Regions from separate parts of the Mus musculus genome. Here regions 1, 2, 4 and 5 are each linked to region 3. The links are chromatin contacts, called in public HiChIP or PLAC-seq and Micro-C maps. All regions are on one chromosome and are shown on one strand. The core of a region is the stretch at or near the end of the contact, and the rest is flanking DNA. Distances in the headings are between cores, read along the strand shown. Region 1 overlaps Sec14l1 (SEC14-like lipid binding 1). Region 2 has its middle 32 kb from the start of Mfsd11. Region 3 holds the start of Syngr2 (synaptogyrin 2). Region 4 holds the start of Cep295nl (CEP295 N-terminal like). Region 5 has its middle 16 kb from the start of Mir6516.

Evidence for each region. Hi-C and Micro-C count contacts between places; a contact is called where the count stands out from the background. HiChIP or PLAC-seq counts read pairs in DNA pulled down with a chosen protein or histone mark.
Region 1: a contact with region 3 is called in a Micro-C map of embryonic stem cells, with 2.8 times the contacts expected there. The contact joins the enhancer-like site here to the promoter of Syngr2 in region 3. A contact is called at or near these places in 7 of 39 promoter capture datasets (the 3T3-L1 cell line, the C10 cell line, cranial neural crest and 4 more), 2 of 484 Hi-C or Micro-C datasets (both in embryonic stem cells), 3 of 115 datasets of contacts at active chromatin or transcription factors (forebrain, large pre-B cells and pancreatic cancer cells) and 1 of 9 other capture datasets (embryonic stem cells).
Region 2: a contact with region 3 is called in an HNF4G HiChIP or PLAC-seq map of pancreatic cancer cells. The contact joins the enhancer-like site here to the promoter of Syngr2 in region 3. A contact is called at or near these places in 3 of 39 promoter capture datasets (embryonic stem cells, hippocampal neurons and liver), 2 of 115 datasets of contacts at active chromatin or transcription factors (extraembryonic endoderm stem cells and pancreatic cancer cells) and 1 of 9 other capture datasets (adipose tissue).
Region 4: a contact with region 3 is called in an H3K27ac HiChIP or PLAC-seq map of embryonic stem cells, with 5 read pairs. The contact joins the promoter of Cep295nl here to the promoter of Syngr2 in region 3. A contact is called at or near these places in 3 of 115 datasets of contacts at active chromatin or transcription factors (acute myeloid leukemia, embryonic stem cells and pancreatic cancer cells).
Region 5: a contact with region 3 is called in an HNF4G HiChIP or PLAC-seq map of pancreatic cancer cells. The contact joins the enhancer-like site here to the promoter of Syngr2 in region 3. A contact is called at or near these places in 5 of 39 promoter capture datasets (cranial neural crest, embryonic stem cells, liver and 1 more), 5 of 115 datasets of contacts at active chromatin or transcription factors (T-cell acute lymphoblastic leukemia, bone marrow-derived macrophages, embryonic stem cells and 2 more) and 2 of 9 other capture datasets (embryonic stem cells and pancreatic islet).

The regions. Positions count from the first base shown.
Region 1 is chr11:117,155,529-117,158,228 of GRCm38.p6, forward strand. Sec14l1 (SEC14-like lipid binding 1) reads left to right here. Exons shown (of 16, transcript NM_001166506.2): 15 at 833-1,011; 16 at 1,273-2,700. The coding sequence ends at 1,378. Among named protein-coding and RNA genes, the nearest start is that of Sec14l1, 42 kb to the left of the region's middle. Within about 2 kb of position 1,428, at least 57 of the 459 cell types and tissues checked have an H3K27ac peak or open chromatin away from gene starts, as enhancers often do. A contact at or near this core is called in embryonic stem cells, where this site is marked.
Region 2 is chr11:116,884,526-116,887,225 of GRCm38.p6, forward strand. No RefSeq gene overlaps it. Among named protein-coding and RNA genes, the nearest start is that of Mfsd11, 32 kb to the left of the region's middle. Within about 2 kb of position 1,431, at least 85 of the 459 cell types and tissues checked have an H3K27ac peak or open chromatin away from gene starts, as enhancers often do. A contact at or near this core is called in pancreatic cancer cells, where this site is marked.
Region 3 is chr11:117,808,416-117,811,115 of GRCm38.p6, forward strand. Syngr2 (synaptogyrin 2) reads left to right here and starts at 1,252. Exons shown (of 4, transcript NM_009304.2): 1 at 1,252-1,388. The coding sequence starts at 1,290.
Region 4 is chr11:118,341,152-118,343,851 of GRCm38.p6, forward strand. It overlaps Cep295nl (CEP295 N-terminal like), which reads right to left and starts at 1,383. Exons shown (of 3, transcript NM_021440.2): 1 at 1,162-1,383; 2 at 426-522. All of the region lies in intron 1 of Timp2 (tissue inhibitor of metalloproteinase 2), which reads right to left.
Region 5 is chr11:117,091,516-117,094,215 of GRCm38.p6, forward strand. No RefSeq gene overlaps it. Among named protein-coding and RNA genes, the nearest start is that of Mir6516, 16 kb to the left of the region's middle. Within about 2 kb of position 1,371, at least 115 of the 459 cell types and tissues checked have an H3K27ac peak or open chromatin away from gene starts, as enhancers often do. A contact at or near this core is called in T-cell acute lymphoblastic leukemia, embryonic stem cells, pancreatic cancer cells and 1 more, where this site is marked.

The DNA.
Region 1 (2,700 bases), core at 178-2,677, 650 kb before region 3:
CTCTAGCCCATGTGGCTTCTGCCACCAGAATGGCACAGGTGGTCTGCCTAGTGCCAGAAAGACTCAGGATGCCCCAGGGCACAGAGGAAGGAGAGGCACGAGACCTTAGTAAAGTGTGGGTTTCCCCAGAAGTGCACATGCACCCAAGTGCCAGGTGACAGGGAACTAGGCTTTGCCTCCAGAGGGAAGTCACACAGACAGAAGCAAGAGGGGAACGTGCAGAGGGCACTGTCAGCTCTTGCTAAAACCCATGACATCTCTATACTGCGAGGGTTCCTGTTGGCCCTGTGGCTCTCTCTGTATGCTGGTGCTGGCTCACCTCTGGCACTGAATGCCCACTTACTTCTTTTCCTCCTGCAATGCCTCTGACCACACAGTGGCTGCCCGCTGTCCTCCAGCTGAGGTTTTCAGAAGCCAGCTGCCAGTGCATGCGGTCTGTGATGCAGTGTAAAGGGAGTCTTCCCATCGTAAAAGCTGGCTCTGCCTCTGAATCATTAAACCAGAATGGAAGAAGTCATTGGAACAGATTGCCCCTGTGTGCTAGGAAGGTGACAGGAGTGGCAGAGAAGCTGTTCCCTGACCTAGCTGTCTCTGTCAGAGAGACAGGCCCTTCTGACAGCTCCCACCTGGCCAGGCACTTTCAGCCTGGTACTCTCTAGAGGTTGCAGGTTGCTGAGGGTGGTAGACAAGGTGCATGCTGCCTTCCTAACACCTGACAGACCATCGCATAGGCTGCCTCAGTGGGTGGAAGGGCATCCATCATTAGGCTGTTGGCTCAGGACACCCCTCCCCTTGGTGGAATGTCCTGAGTTGCTGCTGTTCACTGTTGCAGGGGTCCCATGTGACCAGGTGGCCAGGCTTCTACATCCTACAGTGGAAATTCCACACCATGCCAGCATGTGCTGCCACCAACCTACCCCGAGTGGACGACGTGCTGGCCTCCCTGCAGGTCTCCTCCCACAAGTGCAAAGTCATGTACTACACAGAAGTGATCGGCTCTGAAGATTTCAGGTTTGTGCCTGAGAGGGAGGCTCTGGCAGCAGGGACTACTTGTTCACTGCCTGCAGCTCTCCATAGGAAAGGGAGTGTAGCACTTGCTAAGTGCAGTGTCACCCGAGGGGCAAACTACGGATTCCTCCATTGATTCTCATGTCCTGTCCCAACTTTACAAGGGCCGACGGAGGGGGGGGGGGGGGGAGCAGATAGAGATGCTCGCTTGGGGCGGCTCAGAGCAGCTCCTCACTCCTGGTTCTTTGTTGATTACATCTGCAGAGGCTCCATGACCAGCCTGGAATCTAGCCACAGCGGGTTCTCACAGCTCAGTGCCGCCACCACCTCCTCCAGCCAGTCGCAATCCAGCTCCATGATTTCCAGGTAGTGCCGCGAAGCCTGCGCCTGCGCGGAGGGCGGGCGCCCCGGCTGCTGTGCTCCGCCCACCCCAGGATGTGCAGACTCCGCCCACCCCTGGATGTGCAGACTCCTCCCTCTAGATAGCAGCTAGATCTGCAGATGGTCACTAGTCACCTGGTCCCCAGACCATCCTGAGAGGTAGTTTTAACTCTACCCCTAACTTTAACTCAATAGCCATAGATTTTGTATACAGCGTGCACAAAATCAAACCAGAGCACAAGGGCTCTCGAAAGAAAAGTAGTTTATCTACAGTAAGAGACTGACTGGTCTCAGTTGTCGATGCAAAAAATGTTACCAACAAACTCCACCTTGTCCACTAGTGAATGACTTGTGTGACACCCTGCAGAGACTCGCCACCTCCTCCTCCACGGAACCGAAGCTGCAGCAGGCAGCCCTTAAGCTGCAGCGGAGTCCTCTCGGCTCCCTGTTAGTGGAGGTGGCCTGTGGATCCAGAACAGCTCTTGAGGTCCCTTTCCGCTAAGGACTTGGCAGCCTGAGGAGCACCCAGTGCTGGGTCAGAGCCAGCCTGATCCCGAGCAGACACTGCAGCCCAGGAGGGGCTGCCAGGGCTCCTCGTGAATCCTGACAACACCGCCATCATTAAACATTGCTTTCTCTTTCCTCCTCTTCAAATCTTTTGATATTTTTCAGAGCAAAATTTTTCTGTCCGTGAACTTGGTGGAGGGGATGGGGAGGATTCTTTCCCTCTGCTGAGTGCTGCCTTTCCTTCTGCAGGAGGCGGCTCTGTGCCCGTAGCACCCAGGGTCCTCAGTCCTCTCAGAACCCAGGGTCCTCAGTCCTCCCAAAACCCAGGGTTCTCAGCCCTTAGCACCCAGGGTACTCAGTCCTCCCAAAACCCAGGGTTCTCAGCCCTTAGCACCCAGGGTACTCAGTCCTCCCAGCAGCACCCAGAGTCCTCAGTCTTCCTAGCACCCAGGATCCTCAGTCCTAGCACCCAGGGTCCTCAGCTCTCAGCAGGGTGTTTGGAAGCAGTAGGTCACACTTGCCTTTAGAAGTGTGGCAGTGCAAACTCTAGCAATGCTCTCCAGGGGGGTGCATGGCTTGCAGTGGCCTTCGGCATGTGGGTGGATGCTGGGTATGTGTGTAGGTGTTGTGTGTGTGCATGAGGGAGTGGGGTGTAGCTGGGGAGGGGCTGCAGATCTGCACTTGTTCTTCTGCGTTTCATAGAAGCAGGTCAGAGGCTGGGGCTAGTTTGCCTTTTTTCTTCTTTCTTTTTTTTCCCCTGATCTTGACTCCCCAGAGCCTGCTGTTGGAGCAGATCCTTGCTTT
Region 2 (2,700 bases), core at 181-2,680, 920 kb before region 3:
TATTTTATTTAATGAGTGATCTGTCTTTATATATACCAGAAAAAGCAATCAGATCCCATTATAGATGTGAGCCACGATGCAGTTGCAGGGAATTGAACTCAGGACCTCTGGAAGAGCAGTCAAGTGCTCTTAACTGCTGAGCCATCTCTCCAGCCCATATTTAGATTTGTTCATTTTTATTTCATGTGTGCTTTGTTTCTGTGCACCACATGCATACCTGGTGCCTGTAGAGAACAGAAGAGCTCATCAAATACCGCAGAACGATCCCAGACGATTCCGAGTGACCGTGTGGTGTTGGGGCTCAAACCCTGGTTCTCTGGAAGAGCAGTCCTCTCATCTGCTGAGCCATCTCTCCAGCCCATAAACAAAAACGTAAAAGAAAGAAAAGACCTGTTCCGGTCAGACCAGAATTATGATGGCTAGGATGCCCCGTCTTGTATCTTGAAATGCAGTGGACATGCCTGCTCTATAAGGTCTCCATACACTTTAAGACCCTTTTTTTTTCTTCTGCAAGTCGATGGGTCTAGATACCCAAGATAGTCTCGAACCTGGGCTGTAGAGTGCTTGCCTAGTATGCTCAGACCCCCGGTTTCCATTCCCCAGTGCTATTAAAACAAAAACAAAAAACAAAAAATTGGGCTTTGTGGCACATGATTGTAGTCCTGCACTCAGGAGTCAGAGGCAGGACGATCAGGAGTCGAAGGTCAGCCTTGGCTATGTTTTTGAGGCCAGCCTGGGCTATAGACTCCAAATCAAATCAAATTTATTCCAGATGATTCGGGGGAAAGACTCAGCCACAGCTGTCCAGCTCTTGAATCCTCTCATAGAGTGCAGAAATCAGTTCTTGGTACGGAGGCTGGGTGCATATCCTACGATGCCCAGCAGAGGGCAACCGACTCTTGCGATCTGTTTTTACAGCTTTGGATCTAGGCCGAGACTGAACTCGTGATCTGGGATGCAAGAGGTGTGGAGCCGGCATAGTAAATAGCTCGGTTTAAGGGACGTCTCTGCTGTGTTTCAGTCTCCCACGCTTAGGTCTCCGAGGTGTCACTGTCCTATGTGTTCTGTTGTCCCGACGTGAATCTCTAAGTTTATAGGTAGACTTTCCGAAAGAAGAGCCAGTGAAATGGTTCAGCGGAGACTGTCCTGACACCTTCCCTTTGTGTGTGTGTGTTGTGAGGAAGGGCAGGGGGTGCGGGGCAGGGCGCGGGGGTGCTGGGGGATCCCTGGCATCCTCTGGCTCTGCGCAGACCCAGTTGAAAAGAAACTTAGGTTCCTTCACCCTGAACTCCCTCTGCGTGTACAGGGATCCTACTGCTCTCCGCCTCTCCGGGGGTGGGGGTTGGGGGGACGGAGGGGGCGAGGTGAGGAGGGAGGGAAGGGGAGGGGAGGGAGGTGACTGATCCTCTGAAAGGGAATCCGGAAGCCCTTGGCTGGCTTCAGCAGGTTGCTAAGGAACAGGAGGCCTCAGGGGTGCTCTGCAGGTGAGTTGGATCCCTTGCCAGCTGTCTGCTTCGCAGTTTCTGTTCCCCCTTGAGCACCGGGGTGGGGGTGGGGGGAAAAGGGGGGTGCAGCTGGTTACCCAGATCTACCACCTACTTCTGTAACAAACTCAGCACCTGTCTCAGGCTGACAAGGGCCCAGATGGGACAATGGGTTTACTGCAGCTCCGGTCTTCCCAAGTCTAAGGGTTTTTTTTCTCATGAGTGGCTGTCTCTCCCATCTCTGTGTGGGCTGGGCTTTAGTTTTATGTAGGTAGTGGTTAAACCAGGGCCTTATGCATGCTAAACAAACACTCTGTCGCTAAGCCACACCCACAGTCTAAAGGCAGGTGGATGTTGTTGTTGTTGTTTTTGGGCATGTTGGCACACAACTTCACTTCCAGTACTTGGGAGATAGGATGACAGATCTGTGAGTTCAAGGTTGGCCTGGTCTGCATAGCCAATGTTAAGCCATCCAGGAATGCATAGTGAGACCCTTCCTCAAAACAGAAGTTATTCTTTGAGAGTTTCATTGGTGTGTATAGTGTTATTTTGGTCACCCTCTCATCTGTCTCCCACTCCCTGAACCACATCTTCCAAAGAAAAATCCCCTTGGCTTCGTGGGGGGGGGGGGAGGGGAGGGGAGAGGGAGGCAGAGAGAAAGAGAGAGACAGAGACAGAGAGACAGAGAGACACTCAGGAGCCAGGGTTTCAGCCCTCGTCCAGAAGCAAAGTAGACACTCGCTCAGAACTGCAAACACAATGATACTCTCCTTGTCACTGTGGTTGAAATGGGGACAGATAAACTCTGGTTCAAGTTACCACCTGTCGCTCCTCAGGTGTCATTGTGGATGAGAGTTCTTAACTGTCACTTTCATCAAGCTAGAACCTGGGAGAAATGGCTGGGTGACCGAGTCCTTGTGTCCCACACTGCAGGGAGCTCAGACCACCACGGGGCACCAAAGAGATGGGCACAGAGGAAACTGTGCCCAGTGAGTGGACACTGAGAGGGTCCCATTGCCCAGTGCCCACCCAGTTGGAAGTACTGTCTATTCTGGGCCCCAGGAGAGTAATGGGGAGAGCTAGGGTCAAGGCAGGAACAGTGGGAGGGGAGGGGGTGTCATCTGGTCCAAACCTCTGCATCTGCACGCCCCCTGCCCCTCATCCCCCATCCTTAGATCTGCAGAGTCCAACCAAAGAACAGGATGGAGTTTTCTGG
Region 3 (2,700 bases), core at 2-2,501:
GAGAGAGAGAGAAAGGGAGGCTTTGTAGGAAAGTCCTGACAGCCAGTTCTCCTTCATCAAACACTCATGGCGTGTATGAACAGATTTTAGGAGGTAGCCCTGGGCTCACCTACCAGCGGCTTGTCACAGGCTCTGTTAGTGTGGGGAGGGTGCAAATAGACGCAGATAGACTGTTAGAAGGCCCAGTCTCTCTTGTGCCTACTCCTGTCTTCTCCCGAGTGGTGACCCTTCTGGTGGGGCAGGCTTCTGCCTCAGTTTCCTTATTGTCCAGCCCCCCTCATTACTGAGGTGAGTCTGTCTCATTATTCATTATCCATTGAAGTGACTGTGGTAAAGCCATCTTGTCATGACTCCATTCTGTGTCACTTCTCAGCCCTCTACACCCCTCAACAGCCATGGTCTCCTTGGGAACAAATTTGTGTTGTCAACAGAAGGATATCTGGAGGCCTCTTGGCGGCCAAGGTGAAGCCCTGGGTTGACACACGACCCCTTCCGATTAAGCATCAGGTTCCCTTTCTAAATGTTATTGGGGGACAGGGGGAGCTGGAGTCTATGACCTAGTGATCTCATTTGTTTTAATTTTTAAAATTACAATCCTCAGTATGTGTGTACTTGAGACTAGATCTCAGATAGCTCAGGGTTGTCTTGAACTCCTTATTCTCCTGCCCTCTTTCTCTTCCTGAGACAACAGCCACCAGGTACTTTGCAGCATGTGATCACGATGTCTAGAAATCTGCCCTTCAGAGCCCTTTGGCTTTCAGGCTTAGCTCCAGAGCAAAGAGTAGCCAGAACTGTGGGGGCCATAGTTATTAATTACTACAGTAGTCCAGAGGTTGGAACTGGGGGCCTCTGATGTGCTAGGCAAGAGCTTATGCCCCAGTCCTTTGGTCTGGAGCAGAATGGTGAAGTGACATCCAGGTATTTACGAGCCTGGATTCTGGATTGGTGGGATTTGGGTGTCTGGAGGGCTTATGGGAGAGGACCTTCACCAGGGCACTGTGTAAGTAAGAGTAAAGTGGGAGCCGCCTAGGATGTCTCTTCTTGGGGACTCTTTGATCCTTTCTGGATGAACTCAGTAGGACATATTTCCCAGGGGTGAGCTTTTCCTCCCCCTTCCGCACCCTGGCGCCTCCTGCGAGCTCCAAGTTTTGCTGCCAACTTCCACGAGTTTGGAGGGGCTACTTCCCGGCGGTTGGCCCCGCCCTGTCGGCGGCCGGACCCGCCCCCGTGGGCGGGGCGGGGCAATCCGGCTAGTTCCCGGCCATCCGCGGCTCGGTGGCGAAAGCGACATGGAGAGCGGGGCCTATGGCGCGGCCAACGCGGGCGGCTCCTTCGACCTGCGGCGCTTCCTGTCTCAGCCTCAGGTGGTGACGCGCCTCGTGAGCATGGTGAGTCCACCAGCGAGGACCCGGAGCCGGGCGTCCTGGCTACCAGGGCCCGTGGGGCCGCGGGCCGCAGAGCGCGACAGGTGGCGGCGGCTGCGCGTCCTGGGCCTTTCGGAGAGCGCGGGGCCCCGTGCCCCTCCGCGTCTCTGTCCCCTCCAGCCCGTGGGTTTTGTCGCCTGTTCCACTCCGGACCTTGTCTCCCCAACTCCGGGCCGGGCCCCGCCGCACCCTGGACCACTGGTCCAGGCCGCTCTGGTGCGGGACGTCCCCGAAGTTCTCCGGGGAGGCAGGCCTGTCGCCTTGTTGGCATTGGGAGGGACCGGAGAGGGGCACGGCACAGCAGGTGGCCGGCACGCCGCGGCTCCCAGCCTAGGGAATTCACCTGGAAGGGACTTTCTGCAGCCACGTGGGGTGCGAGGAGGGGGATTGGCCTGGCACTCTGAAGGAGAGTTTCCTTCCCTCTCAGAGGCTAGCAACAGGTCTGCTTTCCCACCAAATGCACTCCCTTCCCAGAAGCGGGGCGAGCCCCCTTGTACCAGGCGTGCGGGGGCAGCTTTCCATACCTTGGGATGAAAACACTGAAAACTGAGACTTTAGCTGCCAGATTGAGGGTGGCCCCACTGCGCCCAGGGGGTCTGGGCCTGGAGCCTTGGAGGTGCCCTGGCTCCCCGGAATCTCCCAGCCTAGCGGTGGAATCTAGTGACTCCGTCCTGGGTTGTACCCTGTCAGTCAGGATGGCAGTGCCAGGAGCCCTGACCCATACTCCGCGCCCAGTCCTGGAGTTCCGGCTTCATCCACAGCTGGGGGCGGGGCTTGTGACTGCCAGTTCCACAATCCTATTGAGAGCGTCCCCGCAGGATCGCTCTGGTCCTGCAAGTCTGGAGGCAGCCAGGTGCCCACAGACTCAGTTGCATCTGCCGCCTTGACGTGGGCTTGGCGGTGGCCTTAGGGTGTGGGGAGGAAGCGAAATGACTAGGACGATTCCAAAGGAGCTGCTTTCCAAACTTTGGCCAGTCTCTGCTGGTGACTTTCCCACCTCTGTCCTGGCTCCTGCGGGATCTGAGTCTGGCTGTGGATCTGACCACCCCAAGAACCTTGCTCTGAGGGGAACCGTTGTGGGGGTGGAGACTAGTAGTTCTCTGGAGGGGAGGGGCCGACGTGCCAAAGAAGCCGGAAGTCCTTGTAGGGAGAAGGCTGGCTGACTGGGGAGTCTCTTGCTTTAGGGGGAGTCTTGGAGGGAAATAGGGCAGCTGTTGAAGGGTGTTCTGGAAGATATTGGTTGATGCTGTAGAGTTGACTTGGGGCAGGGTGTTGG
Region 4 (2,700 bases), core at 133-2,632, 530 kb after region 3:
AAACCCTTTTGGGGGCGGGGCAAGGCGGGGCGGGGCGCAGGGGAGCACATTTAAGTGTTGAAATGGCTAGGAATATACCAGATAATAAGAAATGTATAGATGCTTGAGTAACAACAGCCAGACTAAATGTCAGCAGAGCAAGGGAGAGTCGGACATGCAAAGAGTTTCTTCCCAGATGGTTCTGAGAAAGGAGAGAAGAGGCCAGGAATGCTAGCAAGATCTCAGGACAATGACAAAAGGCAGAAACCTCTGCAGGGCTGGAGGATCTGGGAGGAGGGCAGGTGGTACACTGTGCGCCCAGAGAGAGGTGGTGATCAATGCTATCTCAGCCCCTCATCTGTGAAGTGAGTGACAGCAGTTTCTCCCATCGCTGTGAGGACCACCCAGATGCTCGGCCAGTTATGTGGGGAGAGGGTGGTACTTACGGTATGCGTCTCCAGATGACTGAGCCAGGCCAATGAGGACACATTACAGGGAGGCAAAGGCTGGCCGGGTGAAAGGAGGCACTTTCTATGGAGCTGTCTTAAAATCATTGGGTAGGCAATGAGACACCCATCACTGGAGGCATCCAAGCCAAGCCCAGGTGAAATAAACATCAGAGATGTTTCTAACCCCATTTCTCTATACTCTACGACACAGTACGCGGCCTCATGGCCCGTTTCTGGCCCCTCCTCCCTCAGCTAAGTTCCAGAGAAAGGTCATTCCTAAAGGCGCTGGGCTGCGTTTTTGTTTTTTGTTTTTTTTGAAGTGGTGTCAGAATCTCTCCTGGGGAAGGCGTGGCAAAGTATGTCTTAGCCAAGCTCACAGCCCCTTTCTCACCCAGATTCTGGGGGTGGGGCTACACGCGGACATCTGACCATTCCCCCATGCTCTACCAGGAGAGCAGGGCAGCCAGTTGAGGGGGTGAGGAACAAGCTCAGATCCCCGCAGACAGACCTTGTGGTAAGCTGCCCTCTGACCTCAGGGTTCAGGCATCCACCAATCAAGAGGGGCACTTGTGGCTGATGCAGGTGGGGCCTTACTAAATATAGGGGTGGTGTTCACCACCTTTCCAAGTCCCTAGCCAGCTCAGGGGCACCCAGCTGCCATTCTTAATGTCATGACACCTCCCACTCCTCAGAGCATCTTGTCTTCCCACCCCCAGCCCCCCGCTGTCAGCACCTATTCTTGCTGGTAAGACGGACTTTTAAATCTGCATCAGGTCACGTGGCCTGGTCACACGTTCTCCCCCAACAGCCGGCACAAAAGACCCCCCCTCCCAGCGGAGAAGGGGCAGACACCGCAATCTTGTCCTAAGGTGGTCCAAGTGGGGTTTCAGGGGTCACTGACCCAGGTTAGGTGGAATTACCACTCCCCACCTCTGCCAGCAGCCCTGTCTGCCCTGTCTGGTTAACCAAGGGAGGCTGTTGCCATGGGAACAGCAGAGCTGTGGTGCTGTGACATCACCTCAGGGGTGAGGTCAGATACAGAGACAGGCCAGCCAGAGGACAAGTTTCCAGGTGAGAAAAGCAATCAGAGATTTGTCTCAAGTGGCAGGGACTGTGAGCTTTTTGAAAGCAGTCTGTTTGAAGAGGTGTTGATGAGCAATGTAGAAAGCCTCAGTTCACAGCCACAGCCTGGAGGAGTGCTCCCTCCCCTCAGACTGGCAGCATCACGACCTCCTCAGGCTGTGCTCTCCCACCCCAGCTGTCAGAACATTAAGAGGACAAACATACGTAAAGATCTCAAGGACAGGCGCTTCCCATCCCTCTTCGTGCAGAGACAGCAGCTGGCTGGACTCGGGCAGAGGGTATGGGCTACTTCCCAACAGCTCTGAGAAGCTGACTGAGGCAGGAGAAGAAAGAATCCTAGCTCCGGCTCCTCGTTCATTCTTAAACCTCCTTAGACCTCAAAGCTAGACATCCTTGACTGTGCTGGAGCATCCTCTAAAAGTAAGACCACTGAGGGTTTACTTTGGGGAAGGTGGCTTCGTAAAGAGTCAAGCTTAAAGTTCCTCCTATCGAGGAAAAGTAAAGGGCAGGGCAGGCCGAGCTGTGGAGAACGCAAGATGAGAGGAGCTGAACCTGGAACCAAAGGCTGTGGCCGGATGGAATGAGCCCCTGGAAAAGCCACTGCCCACTGACTTGGACCAGCATATGCGTTATCCCCACACGAGGAACTTTCTCCACGAAAGCCGCCTCTGTTTTTCCGGTCCCCTTTCTCACACTCTTGTGATGGTTTATTTTCTGTGTCAACTTGACTGAACCGGGGAATACTCAGCTGGTTAATGAACTAAGGGACACCCAGCGAGCTGGTAAATGTGGAGGTGTTTCTGCATGGGATTAACTTTGAATCATACTGCTTGGGCTACGGGTGTCCAAGCTTGGGGATCCAGACGATGTCGGGTGTGAATGAATATCTGTTGTCTCCAGCCATCTGGGCTCCTCCTGGTCCCTTGTCCTTTGCTCTCTAGAGACTATCCACCCCCACTCACAGATGAAATCACACCACTGCTTTCTGGTCTGCAGATACCAGTGTGGGCTCTTTCAAACTGTGGGAGCCCCATTCCCACTCCAAAGCCCGGGCCTTCTCTCTGTTGATTCTGTTTCTCTGGAGAACTCACAAACAGAGCCCTGGGGTTGATCTTTCTGTCTCTTTCATCTTCTTCTTCCTGGTCTTACATCAAACCTTCAGCAAGAGAAAAGTCCCTGGAGAGAGGCT
Region 5 (2,700 bases), core at 121-2,620, 720 kb before region 3:
GGAGCATCCCCCCTGCCCTGTTTAGGTCATTTCTTTTCCTCTAGGGATAAGTAACAGGAAATGAGGAGGCGGTACCCCAACTGAGAAATTCCAGAAAGGGCCTTAAGAAAGGCGCGTTCTTCTGCAAATAAGACAGGCAGTGAAGGAAGGGTGAGGTTGGTTGGTTTGTTTGTTTTGGGGTTTTGTTTGGTTTATTTTTCTTGTTAGGGATCCAACCCAAGACCTTATGTATGCTGAATTACACCCCCAGCCTTTGAAAAAAAAAATGTAATTTGGTTGAGAATCAAGAAAGCCACCTCCACTTCTGTTCCAAGTAAGGGGAGGGTCAGGATTCCAAACTCAGCGGATGCTCCGCAGTCCCGCCCATCGGCTCCTTGCTGTGTCCCACCCCTAACCTTCAGGAGAACACGACTGGGGCCAGCCCGATCCGGTCCACAGTTTCACTCTGCGTATAAGAGCAGTTAATGCGTGTGTCACCCGAGAACGTTCACATGTCACACGTCTCCCTAGGCATGTGATTTCTCTCAGAGTCGCTAATGCTGGAGAAAACCAGCTGCCGGTGGAGAGGCTAGTGTGCCTTGAGGGTCAGGGCGAAGAGTCTCGTTCACTCAACCGCGAATGCTGCCCACGTGGAGGGGGTCCTGGTTGGACCGCTCAGTCCTACAGCTTTCCTGAGGCCACCTCTCTTTCAGCTGTTCCTCTGTGGTGAGGACGCAGGCCGGGGGACAGTCGCCAGTGATCCAGCTCTAAGTGCCTGATTGACTGGAGGTCATGCCTGACTCTCAGGGGGAAAATGAGGAGTCTCATTTAACTGATTTTATTTGTTTTGTTTTGTGTTTTGAGACAAGGTCTGTCTTGGTAGCTCTAGCTGGCTTGAAAGTTGCTATGTAGACCAGGCTGACCACTAGTTCCCTAAGATCTCTGTACCTCTGCCTCTAGTGTTGAGATTAAATGGACGAGGTGCCACACCAGCATATTTGCATGACTTTAAAGGAAAGAAAAGTGTACAAACAGATAACAGATACATGCACATCCAACACACACACACACACACACACACACACACACACACACACACACACAATTTCTTCTTTAGATTTCTACTCTGTTTTTTGCTTGGTTAATGGAAGAAAGAGACTTAAAAAAAAAACAAAACAAAAAACCAACAACAAACAAACCCAAAGTGGAGAGAAACTGCAGTTCATCTATACGTAGAAAACACCACATCAGAGCACAGCCGAGGGAGAAAACTGAGGCTGTGAGAAGGTCACGACCTTCTCCCACTGAGGCTGTCTCACAGTCCTTGGGGCTTCACAGGCTGGGAGGGGCCAGGCCGTCTTGCTGACACAGCTTTTTCTCATGGGAGTTCTGTAGGGCGAGAGGCGCATTGCCAGCACCATCCCATCCGCTGCACCTGCAAGGGCCTTTGAACAGGGGACTTCATCTGCTGGCCACGTCATGACCTCTGAGTGTGACTCTGTGGGCTTGACATTTGCATTGTGGCTTATAGCTAACTCTGTTCTGTCACACCTCAGATGTACACCCCCAAACACAGCCCCCAGGGCCCCATGCCCCATTCAACATTCTCCTGTCTCCTGTCCAGCCAGTAAGTAGCAACTAAACATGTTTCTCTCTCTCTCTCTTTCTCTGTGTGTGTGTGTCTGTCTGTCTGTCTGTCATCTGTCTCTGTATCTGTCTTTGTCTCTGTGTCTCTCTGTCTTTCTCTCTCTGTATCTTTCTCTTTTTCTATCTCTGTCTGTCTCTGTGTCTCTCCATATCTCTTTCTTTATCTCTTCCTCCCTCTGTGTCTCTGTATCTCTGTCTTTCTCTCTGTGTGTCTCGGTCTTTATCTCTCTCTGTATCTCTGTCTTTATCTCTCCCTCTGTCTTGTCTCTCCCTGTCTCTCTCTCTCTCTGTTCTCTCTCTCTCTCTCTCTCTCTGTTCTCTCTCTCTCTCTCTCTTGCAGAGAGGAGGGCAGCGAGGTTGAAGGAGCACCCTGTGGAGTGTTATCTTCTTCTGCCTTTCTATGGATTCCCAGGATCAAAGCCTGTGTGACAGGAGCCCGGATCCACATGGTCATCTTGCCAGCTCCTTCAGTGACTGCTTCTATTAGGAAGAATTGAGGGGAGTCTGGGGTTGGCTGGGGAAGCCAAGCTTACTCTCTAGATTGCTCAGCACTCTCCCGGGAAAGATCTTTCTTTTGCTGTAAAGACAGAGTCAGCCAGGCAGTGGTGGTGCAGACCTTTCATCCTAGCACTAGGGAGGCAGAGGCAGGGGGATCGCTGGGTTCTAGGACAGCCTGATCAACCAAGCAAGCTCCAGGGCTGTACCATAGAAAAACCCCGTCTCAAAAACAAAACAAAACAGACAGACTGCACACACACACACACACACACACACACACACACACACACACACACAGGGTCTCTGTAGCCTGGGCTGGCTCTGAACTTGCTATGTAGTTGCAGATGATCTTGAATTCTGATCTTCCTGCTTCTACCTCCCCAGTTCTGGGATTATACTTGTCCACCTTGTTTGGCAGGAAAGATATCTTAAAGGCCACTGGCTCTGGTTCCAGGTGCTTATCTAACACTGGAATCTGTCTGACAAGCGGTCCACAGAACATATCCTCCTTTCTTCCCCTTTGCATGTGGCTCGGAGATTGACCAGATCTTTGGGATGCTTTGCATCCTGGGGACC